Linked DNA regions of Oryzias latipes: region 2 is linked to region 1. Evidence: chromatin contacts called from public Hi-C data. All regions are on one chromosome and are shown on one strand. The core of a region is the stretch at or near the end of the contact, and the rest is flanking DNA. Distances in the headings are between cores, read along the strand shown. Region 1 holds the start of LOC101165837 (ectonucleoside triphosphate diphosphohydrolase 3). Region 2 holds the start of azi2 (5-azacytidine-induced protein 2).

Region 1 (4,737 bases), core at 1,437-3,936:
AAAGTGTTTGGAGATTTTGGCTTTTTACATTCAAGTGAAGTCTTTGCAAGTCACTTTATCTTCGACCTTGCTGACCCCTAACATCTGCTGCTCAAACTTTTTGCTCCACAGTCGTCAGTCTCCTATGAATCTTAGGAAAGGAAACATCAGTGGATAGCACACACCTAACACTTTAGCATGGGCCCGGCTGAGGGAAATGTATATCATTTGTATCCATGAGGCTTCTTCTGTTACTTGCAAATTTGATTTTCATTGTGCTGCCTTTCCGGTTGATTTCAGCAGTAGGTCTCAGGTCTCACGTTAGGCTGCTAAAAATATACTGTACCTTCAGTGCCTTCTGAATCAGACACATAATTCACTTTAGCCAATCCCATCAGGGTCTTGCTTTTAGATAAGAAGAACACTTGTGCTGAAATGTCATTGATTAAATGTTTAATGAGTCATAAAATGGATACAGTTATGCAAAATACTGTGGAGACTATACAGAAAATAAAGTTTTCAGGGGAGACAATCACAGGATGGGAAACAACAACAAAAGGTTTTAATGGCACATATTTAATCTTGAAATAGGCAGTAATTTTAAAAATAAAATAATGGAAAAGCTTATTTTTGTAGTTATAAATAGTGTCCAAAAAGGTACGTAATGTTAGGAAACAACCCACACTTTTTTGTAACTGATGTTGAAGTATACTTGGCGGTACCAAATGTGGCAGTTCCTCATACAATTCTGGGTTTAAAATGAAAAGATTTCCTGTTATTAAAAGATTATTGACTGCCTAGTTTACAGAAAATCTGTTTGGTCTTTATTTTTAACTTTTACCCTCCCAATCACGTGAACTGTTTATCTGTTTGACAGGCTTCATTTTTGCTGTCTAGGTCTATAGGAAGACAAAAGACAGGGTTTATGGATGCGGTGAATATGAAGGTGACTGGTTTTAGAGGAGAAGATGTAGAAGACGGGGTTTGATGGAGAAAGCTTATTCGTTGCAGTGGCCCCTGTAAGGAAAAGTCAAAAGGAAAAGAAGAAGAAGAATTCCAATGAAATGTCAAAGATTTTAGGTCCAGTGCATGCTTCCACCTATAGAAGTCAGTTTTTTTTAAAGGTCTGCTCCAATAAAACTGTTTTTACCACGTTCTTGTAGCTTTTTCCTCATGATGGAGGACATATATATAAAAACAATTAGGATTAAAATAGCCAAATATCTGAGTATTTCTTGATTCAAATCTTGGGGAATCAGGAGCCGATGAAAAAATCAGTTTGAGAAAACCTGTTGTTCTGATGCAGCTGCTACAGTCGGCGGGGCACAAGCTCCCTGCTCCGCTCCATTTCGACACGTCCACTTGTAGACAAATAGATCCAAGTATGTCTTCGTTTTCTTAGTCTGAGCTGGCATCTGTGTCAAAACCTGTACGTTTAGATAACTTCGATATTGCTCGCAATTTTAGTTGCACCGGTAATGTTAGATTGGGGTTGTTAGGGGCTGTAAGGTAGCGGTAGAGAGTGTGAACAAAGAGATCATGGGAAATGTGAGCAGACTTACTTCGCACCAGCAGTCCAACCCAAAACACAGAGGTGAATTTCTAATGACCTACTGCTGCTCTGCATAAACTATGTCCTAGAAGCCGACACAGGCTTTTTATTTTGGCTAAAAAATGCATCATTAAAAATAAAAGACCAATGGAAACGCTTTGAAAACTAATCAAAAGATGATTAGAGTGGGATTTTAATCCAAGATGAGCATGTCACCTCATGATTAATCTTTCAATTCCTTTTTTAAAACCAACTGATGTCCACAAACAAAGAGCTCCACTGACAGCAACCCCATTTCTAAAACCATTTTTTAATGCTTTGCAGTGAATCTACACTTCTGGTTAAGATTTGAAAGCCCTAAAAACATAAGGAAATAGCCTTTTTAATAAAATGCACAATGCTCATAATCAACAAACTTGTGTTTGCACATATTAAATAAACAGTCAACTGCGAAAAGTTTAACAAAACAAACACAAAGTTACATGGCACACAGTCTTGGAAATTTTAAGTCAGTGTCCTCTATCTGCGTTTTCGACACACCAGTGGTTGCCAGGCAGCATGTGACAAGGGTAAACAAAGCAACAACTTTAGGGCTTTTGAGTCATGCTTATCTAACTCATTTAATACTGACATTTAAAACTGATTGAATATGTGGAGTTTCTTTTTTTATTGATCTTTCTCTGCATCTTGGTGCTTTCTGGTGTCTCCCTAGTTATTAAATGATATCATACAGGCAGACAGAAAAAAAAATCCGGGACTTCTCTTGTTTCCATAAAGTGGTGCAAAATCCTGAGACATATTCTGCGTGCACATGCAACAACACTCAACAGAATTAGTGGCAGGCTTTTAGCACTTCACTCTGCGGAGCTGAAAGCTGAGCGGGAGTTTTCTTAGTCCAACAACTCCTTGACAGAGACACAATTATGACTCATATTTTTCATAGACTCCTTTTCAAGAACCTGAGCTGAACATGGATTGGGGAACTTGCAGGTATTAACACATCCTACAGTGTTGTAATCCCAAAGCTTGTTTGTTCTGCATTCACTGCAAGTCAAGTTTATCAAGAGCTTGTGACAACTCAAGAAACAGACAGAAGCATTGGACTTTACCCTGTTGATTACATCCCTAAACCTTCTCTGCTTGTTTCATTGAAACATTCAAGTATATGTTGTGCATTTAGTCACCATTAAGCACAAAGCAAGGTTGCATTTAGCAGCTGAATGTCCCAGTCTGGCTGCTCCATTGTACCCTCGAGTAGGAGGTGTTGCATCTTCAGGAGTCTGTGTGCACTGCTCCTCCCTCCCTCCTCTCCTTCTCTCAGCTGTGTTAGGGCTCTACACTCATTTTCTGTCGAGCCGGTCATTCCTCAACTCTCTCCGGCTCCCTTCTTCCCTGTCATCTTTCTCAAGAGCGATCTCCCCCGCCCCCACTCTCAGCCTCCATCTACAAACAAACCAGCTTTTCAAGGTAAGATCCAATCACAACACACAACATGCTTTAAAAAAATTTTTTTTAGCACATAATGTGCTCAACAGAACGCTTGAACCCTTCAGCTCTCTGAAATCACTGGATGAGGCAGTCAGATTTCTGAATTCATCCCCGTGTGTGTTATTCCAGACCGCATCAACCAGTTTCAACAAGCAGAGCCAATAACATGTTTTCCAAAGACAGCGTGTTCAAACGGCTGACTTCAAAAAAACACTCAAAGTGTTTTCAGTCATTAAATGTGTCATGCTGTGCACGCTTTATCATTAGACCTGTTGATTTTCCTGACTGACGTCCAGGCTTGCTGAAATTCTCTGACATTAAATACTTTATTTATGCGCTGGAGAAAGTGAATCATATTGTAACGCATGCAGGACAGAGTTCCTCCCTCTGCAAGGACACACACAGCAAGTTGAATGGTGGTGACTCTAAGGTGAAAGTAAATGTGGTTGTAATACAGTAAATGATTGCCTTTCTGTTTAACTCTACACCATCCCAATGTAAATTCACCTCGCAATTAGCATTTATGCAATGAAAGAAGCTGAAAACGTAAGGTGCCCATCATAGCAATGGCAGAGCTAGAATATTTAATATTGGCAACAGAAGACTCTGAAAGGGTGGCAAACAAAAACAACAGAGCTGAAAGCAATTACACATGAAAGGATCAAAAATACCTTTTTTAAAACAGTTTTATTATTTATAATAAAAATAAAATAGCACTTCTTTTAGAAGAGGTGTTATTATGTTATTTTTAACATCAGAGTTGTGTTCTTTTTGCAATAATTATAGAAGCTTGTATTGGTAATTTCTTCATCTTTGTCAATAATTATACTAATATTTACTCAAAAAATGGGGGGATAAAGCTTTTTGCTGCCACCCCTGCATCAAAGGAATGACGGGTATATAGTGACACAAAAAAGACAATCTAATCCACTTTTGTGCATATTTATTTCATGTACAAAGAGCCCTTTACTCTAAAATTACACTCCAAAACCTATTGAACATGTGAAACCTGTTTAAGGTTTGGCTAAAGTGTAGGGACAAAAAGAAAAATAAACCCTGAAACACATGCAAAACTGTTATATGATTTATTGTTGGGACTCTATTTAGATTCAATGAAATGTAGTATTGAGGGAAAATCCTGATTTTATTCCTTAAACAAAGGTGGACTGCTTTTCCATTTCCATAATGACATGGGTTTTGCCACAGCACTATTGTTATGAAGAGCTTGCAACAACCCAAGAGTAGTCCATTAGTTAGACCCTTCAGAGCATAAATAACATGTTCATATAACACCGGCGAAACAAGGTTGAGCAAAACCATGAGAGTTGCAGGAATGCGCTGCTGAAGCAAGACAGAGCTTCTAACAAAGATCCTTGACAACTCCTCTCTTTCTGTTACAATCTTGGACTTACAAAGAGATTTTGATTTGTGTCCAAAAAGAACAGTTTGCATTTGCAAGGATCCAACTGCCCAAGGATGAAAAATGAAAGTTGGAGGTTCTTGCTTTTACCAACAAACTGAGCTCTCTTTTCAGTGCGCTACTGACATTTCTTTTAAAACTTTCCTGATGCCTGAGAACTGCTGCATTTTGTCTCAGTGTTTTAACAGTCTGAAACCACACAGCTGTGGACTGGCACCTGCTTGCACATATAGATAGCCTTTCAACTATTTAAGGAGGATAAATATTTATTAATTTAGTAATCACTAAAATCCCTTTT
Region 2 (4,737 bases), core at 1,074-3,573, 220 kb after region 1:
TTGACTTAAAATGACTTTTATAAAGTAAAGAATGACAGACTGCTCTCACCTTGACCATGACTTATTTAAACCACCATCATAAGGGAGGGGATCCCACAAAGCCAGGACTATTACACTCAAAAACAGTTATTACCCATGGATCAGTCAGAGAGCTCCTAAATGAAGCATAGCTTTTATCCTTTTGATTTTTATTGCACTTTGAACTTTGGTGGCTATCTTTAATTTCATTGCACTCCTTAAATGATAAGCATTAAGCCTTTTATTATGTATTTCCTAAAAAAAATTATAATGCCACAAATGGCATCATTGTGGTTAAAAATAAATAAATAAATCATCATCTACTTACATTTGAACAAAACGGGACATTTGCCAGAACTTTTAATAATTAGCGGCTTTGATTTTGACTCAAAAAAAGACATAAAAGACAGAATCAGCACTTTGTGTTTAGTGTTTTTCTCAGCCAAATAATCAAGTCTGCTGCTTTCAAATCACTACCTAAGACAAAAATGTGTATGTGTTTATATGTTTTTCATCAATTCCTGATGAAAAAAATAACTAGCTTATTTGAAAATTATTTAATAAAGATCCATTTTAATGATCACTATATTTTAATTGTAATTTTAAATCATTAATTTGTCATCGATTGCTCCACCTTTCATCCCAAGATGAATATCTGTATATGATTTTTATTAATCTTATTTTGACAGCATGGAGGAAGAAAGTGCCGTTGGTGTTGGTGTCCCCGTTAACCCGTTTATGCTTACCAGCCGGTTGTTGTTGTGCGCCCTCTTGTGGAAAATACGCATTATGCCCATCACTTAACTCTGATGCCATTGCTAAAATGTTGCAATTTGCTCTCAGTGTAAACGTTTTTTGGAGCTGGTGCAGATCTAAAGACAAAATATTTTTTTTATAAAAACCGACTGGTTCCATATTTTTCTATTTCGTGAATCCTTGCTTATCTTTTTCTTACCGTGTTTTGCGCTGTCGCTGCTGTTGACTTCTTCTGTTGTTTTTTCGCTGCCCGCGTGTGACTTACGTCATGTGGTGTAATACCGCCACCTACTGGACGGTGTCGGAATTTAATAACAGAGGAAACCACCGTTTTCCTTGAAATTAAATCTTTTGACAAACGGTTTTGGGGTACTGGGCTGTATTAGCAAGAAATCACATGTGAATGTACAATTATGTATTTTAAAAATATATAATTTCGCAATTTTTTAGGTGATTCTGGTTATTTTTCAAATGTATTCTTCTCTACTTTACATATTCCTTTTAACAACAATTATTTATGAAAATTGATATAATGGTTTTTGCTAACATGAGGTTTTGAAAAACTGTTTTTATTTATAATTTTTATGATCTCTATTGTCTCTTGGTTAAAAAAGGGGTTTTGATTTGTGAGCTTTTACTAATGTCTCACTATTTTCTTTTCTTGTTGCTGTCTTGTTTGACATCTTACTCACTACTGATAAGAGGGTCAGGTTATCCCTGCATAGTGATTTCAACATTTTGATAAGTCAAATCCACCTGATCCGGATTTTGGGGTTTTTGTTTAAAAACAATTACTGGTTTCAAAGTTTGTGTGAGACCGTGGCACCACAAATTTATGTTAAAAGGGATATGTAGTGAATTCCGAAACTTTAAGTCAAGAAGTCTTAATTATTTTACTTTTTCTTTGTGTTTTTTTTTCTTCTTCTTTTTATCAAAAAATATTTTTTATTTTTCGTTTGTTTTTTGTAATGTGATGCTAATTTTCTTCCTCTTAGACAGTGATGTTTTTTTTTTCATCTTTATTCAACCAGTATGTTCCCTCGTCGTTCCCTTGTTATGTCTTAGAAGTTCCAATTTTAAGCTATCACTTGTAAAACTGGTAAACGTTTTAGTAGAAAGTATATTTCGAGTCAGCAATAAGTATGTCACAATTTTAAATAAATGTATTCCTTTAAAAAAAAGAACAACTATGGCATCTGGCATCTTTTCTCCTTAAAGAGGAAATAAACAATTATATTCTACTTTCAACCACAGATTGTCAAAAACAAAAGCAGTCTGTTTTACAACTGAATCAAGGACAAAGGTCTGTAGAGAACTTTATTTGCAGTTAGATTTTATTATGTGTGTTACTAATAGTTGTTATTTGTTATCTTATACTGTCATTTTATGATTTAGCATGTTTATAGCATTATAACTAATTAAACACAAATGTGACTGTTGGATTTTCTTTGTCTTTTCTCATTATGACTGGCCCTCATAGTCCTTCACGCAACGTCGTGCTTTTATTTTGAAGGAAGTTCGGAAGTGAAGCATCTCCCGGAAGTTTTTGTTTTCTCACCTGTCAGTTCGGAGCAGACACTGTGGAGGTGTCCATCCTGGCCCCAGTGTTTCTACCTGACAGCGGGTCTTTTTTTTCCCCGAACACAAATGGAAATTTTATGTGGCTACTTTATGGTAAATTGAGGAAATCGTCTAACACGGCAAGTCGAAGTTAAATCTATAAAATCTTAAATCCAATATTTCTTCACCTAGCTTGAAGACGTTAGCTAAGATCAGCTAGCTGTTGTCATGATCTTCACAGGTCGATGATACCTTCGCTCGTGTTTTAAATGTGTATATTAGACATTATTAATTCGTATCGTCTGTGTTTTATATTGTACCTTATTAGTGGAGCGGTCTATAGGTGTAAGTCGCTATTAACTAACAGCGTTAGCTTCGTTAAGACCACATTTCCCTTTGTTTACATCGTTATTTTTGGACGCTTTTCTTGCAGTTGTAGGGTACAGAGCTTTTGGTATCGTCACATCTTGATGGCTAGCTTTCAAAGGAGGAAATGATTTTTAAAATGACTGATTTCACAGACGACTTTCGTTTTCGTGAGTTACTGTTGGGGTCGCTTTCGATTTCTCCTGTTGGTCTCTTGAGTTCTTTTCTTGACTGGCACGATGACTCTGCACCATGTGCATTAGCGGGCTGTTTAGCCAAAAGGGGTGAGAGAAAAAAGCGTAGTATATTTGACGATCTAAGTGGGCTGACTTTTGCATTTGCTGAATCACTGTATGCAAACATCTCCAGTTTCTCTTAGCTGGACTGATCTGCTGAACGCTTTGTAACTAGATTAAACGAGGAAAATCGAGCTTCTTTGTTGTTAACTTCTAATGTGTTTTTATAAATTGTACCTAAAACTGGTTTCTACTAATATAGTTTTTTTTTCATGCGCATGTTAATTTCAAGACATTTGTAAGTTGTTGTTTTTTACAGACTTTCCGAGTTTAGAAATAGTTGTTAAAGTTTTTATGGTAATGCATTTTCTATTATGTTGCTTGTTCCTCTATCTGCATCTCTGAACTGTCTTCCTTTTGATGAAACAGTTTGGATCACTGTTGAAGTCCTGGGGTAGTATTGGATTTAGATACATCTCAAGCAACTAAAGTGGAAACCTTCTGATTAGTCTTTTTATACAAGAGATAAAAATGACTCTAATTTGATTTTCAAACACAAAATAAAACAGTTAGACATGGCAAACATAAAACAATAAAGTGCTTGAAAAAGGGGCGTGTAGAAGAAAGCTTACTTATTCCCACCCCCAATTATGCCACGTCTGACATGCATGTTTACAGCCTAACATAGATTCACATAAAATGAACACACCCAGAGCAAATAACACTGAAACAATTTGTGCTTTTTGTTTGATATGTAATCCCCTCCTCTAAGAAAACTTAGTATTGTAAATATTATTATTATTATTTATTTTTTGTACTCTCTTTTTATATACTTTAAGATACTCTATTTTCTTATCAGCAAACTCTGTTTTTGATATGTTTCTGCTACGTTTATTACTTGCTGAGGTTGAATGAGTTTGGAATGATGACAATAGTTGTTGCGGCTGATGATCTATTTGATTCCTTGATGTTATGTTTTGTAATCTAATGTTATGATCAGTAAAGTTGGGGGTGGGGGGGGGGCATAGATTCACATAAATATAGTGTAAGATTTTTACTCATTTTGATACTGTTACTTCTTCACTTATTTGTATCTCCCATTGTAATCCATTGCTACAGATTAGTTTTGTGCAAACATGGAGCCCCTGGCAGTGGATGACGACATTTGTATCCTCAAACACGAGACCGCTTACACGGCTGCTGTCGAGAGTCCGGTGTCGGTCTGCGCGGGGGACGAATCTGTGGCTTCCCACTTTGCCTTGGTCACGGCGTACGAAGACATTAAGAAGAGGCTCAGAGATACGGAGCGGGAGAACGCCTTGCTAAGAAAGAGGGTCAAACAGCTCGAAGACAAGGTATGATTGGAAACATGGCGGACATTAAGAGCTGGGGGGTTAAAGATGATAAAAATGGAGGAAAGAAAGATGTGGGAAAAAAAATGTATAAGGTATTGGCAATGAACAAAAATGAGACATTTTAAGTAATAAAAATTCTCCTACAAAACTTCATTCATTCATTAGTAATCTATAGTCACTCAAAGTTGCACAGAAGTCATCTTCCTGTCTGAAACAGAGATGGTCTGACTTTACGATATATTTTCAGTAAAAAAAATATAAGAATTCTGAATTTAAATGATATTAAATAAAGTAATAATAATAATTATATAGCTTTATAATAAACACATTCAGAGACGTATTTTCATCCCTTTTTCCTATTCTTGGCTGTAGCTCTTTAGGCCAGAGACGCCATCGGAGGGTCCCCAATATGTGAACAAGGCCTTCAGCGCATACAGAGGAATTTA

Evidence for each region. Hi-C and Micro-C count contacts between places; a contact is called where the count stands out from the background.
Region 2: a Hi-C map of embryo shows a contact between it and region 1, with 2.3 times the contacts expected there. The contact joins the promoter of azi2 here to the promoter of LOC101165837 in region 1. A contact is called at or near these places in 2 of 5 Hi-C or Micro-C datasets (embryo and fibroblasts).

What each region holds. Positions count from the first base shown.
Region 1 is chr16:13,170,978-13,175,714 of ASM223467v1, forward strand. LOC101165837 (ectonucleoside triphosphate diphosphohydrolase 3) reads left to right here and starts at 2,687. Exons shown (of 4, transcript XM_023964597.1): 1 at 2,687-2,998.
Region 2 is chr16:13,387,276-13,392,012 of ASM223467v1, forward strand. azi2 (5-azacytidine-induced protein 2) reads left to right here and starts at 2,324. Exons shown (of 8, transcript XM_011485046.3): 1 at 2,324-2,474; 2 at 4,056-4,291; 3 at 4,664-4,737. The coding sequence starts at 4,073.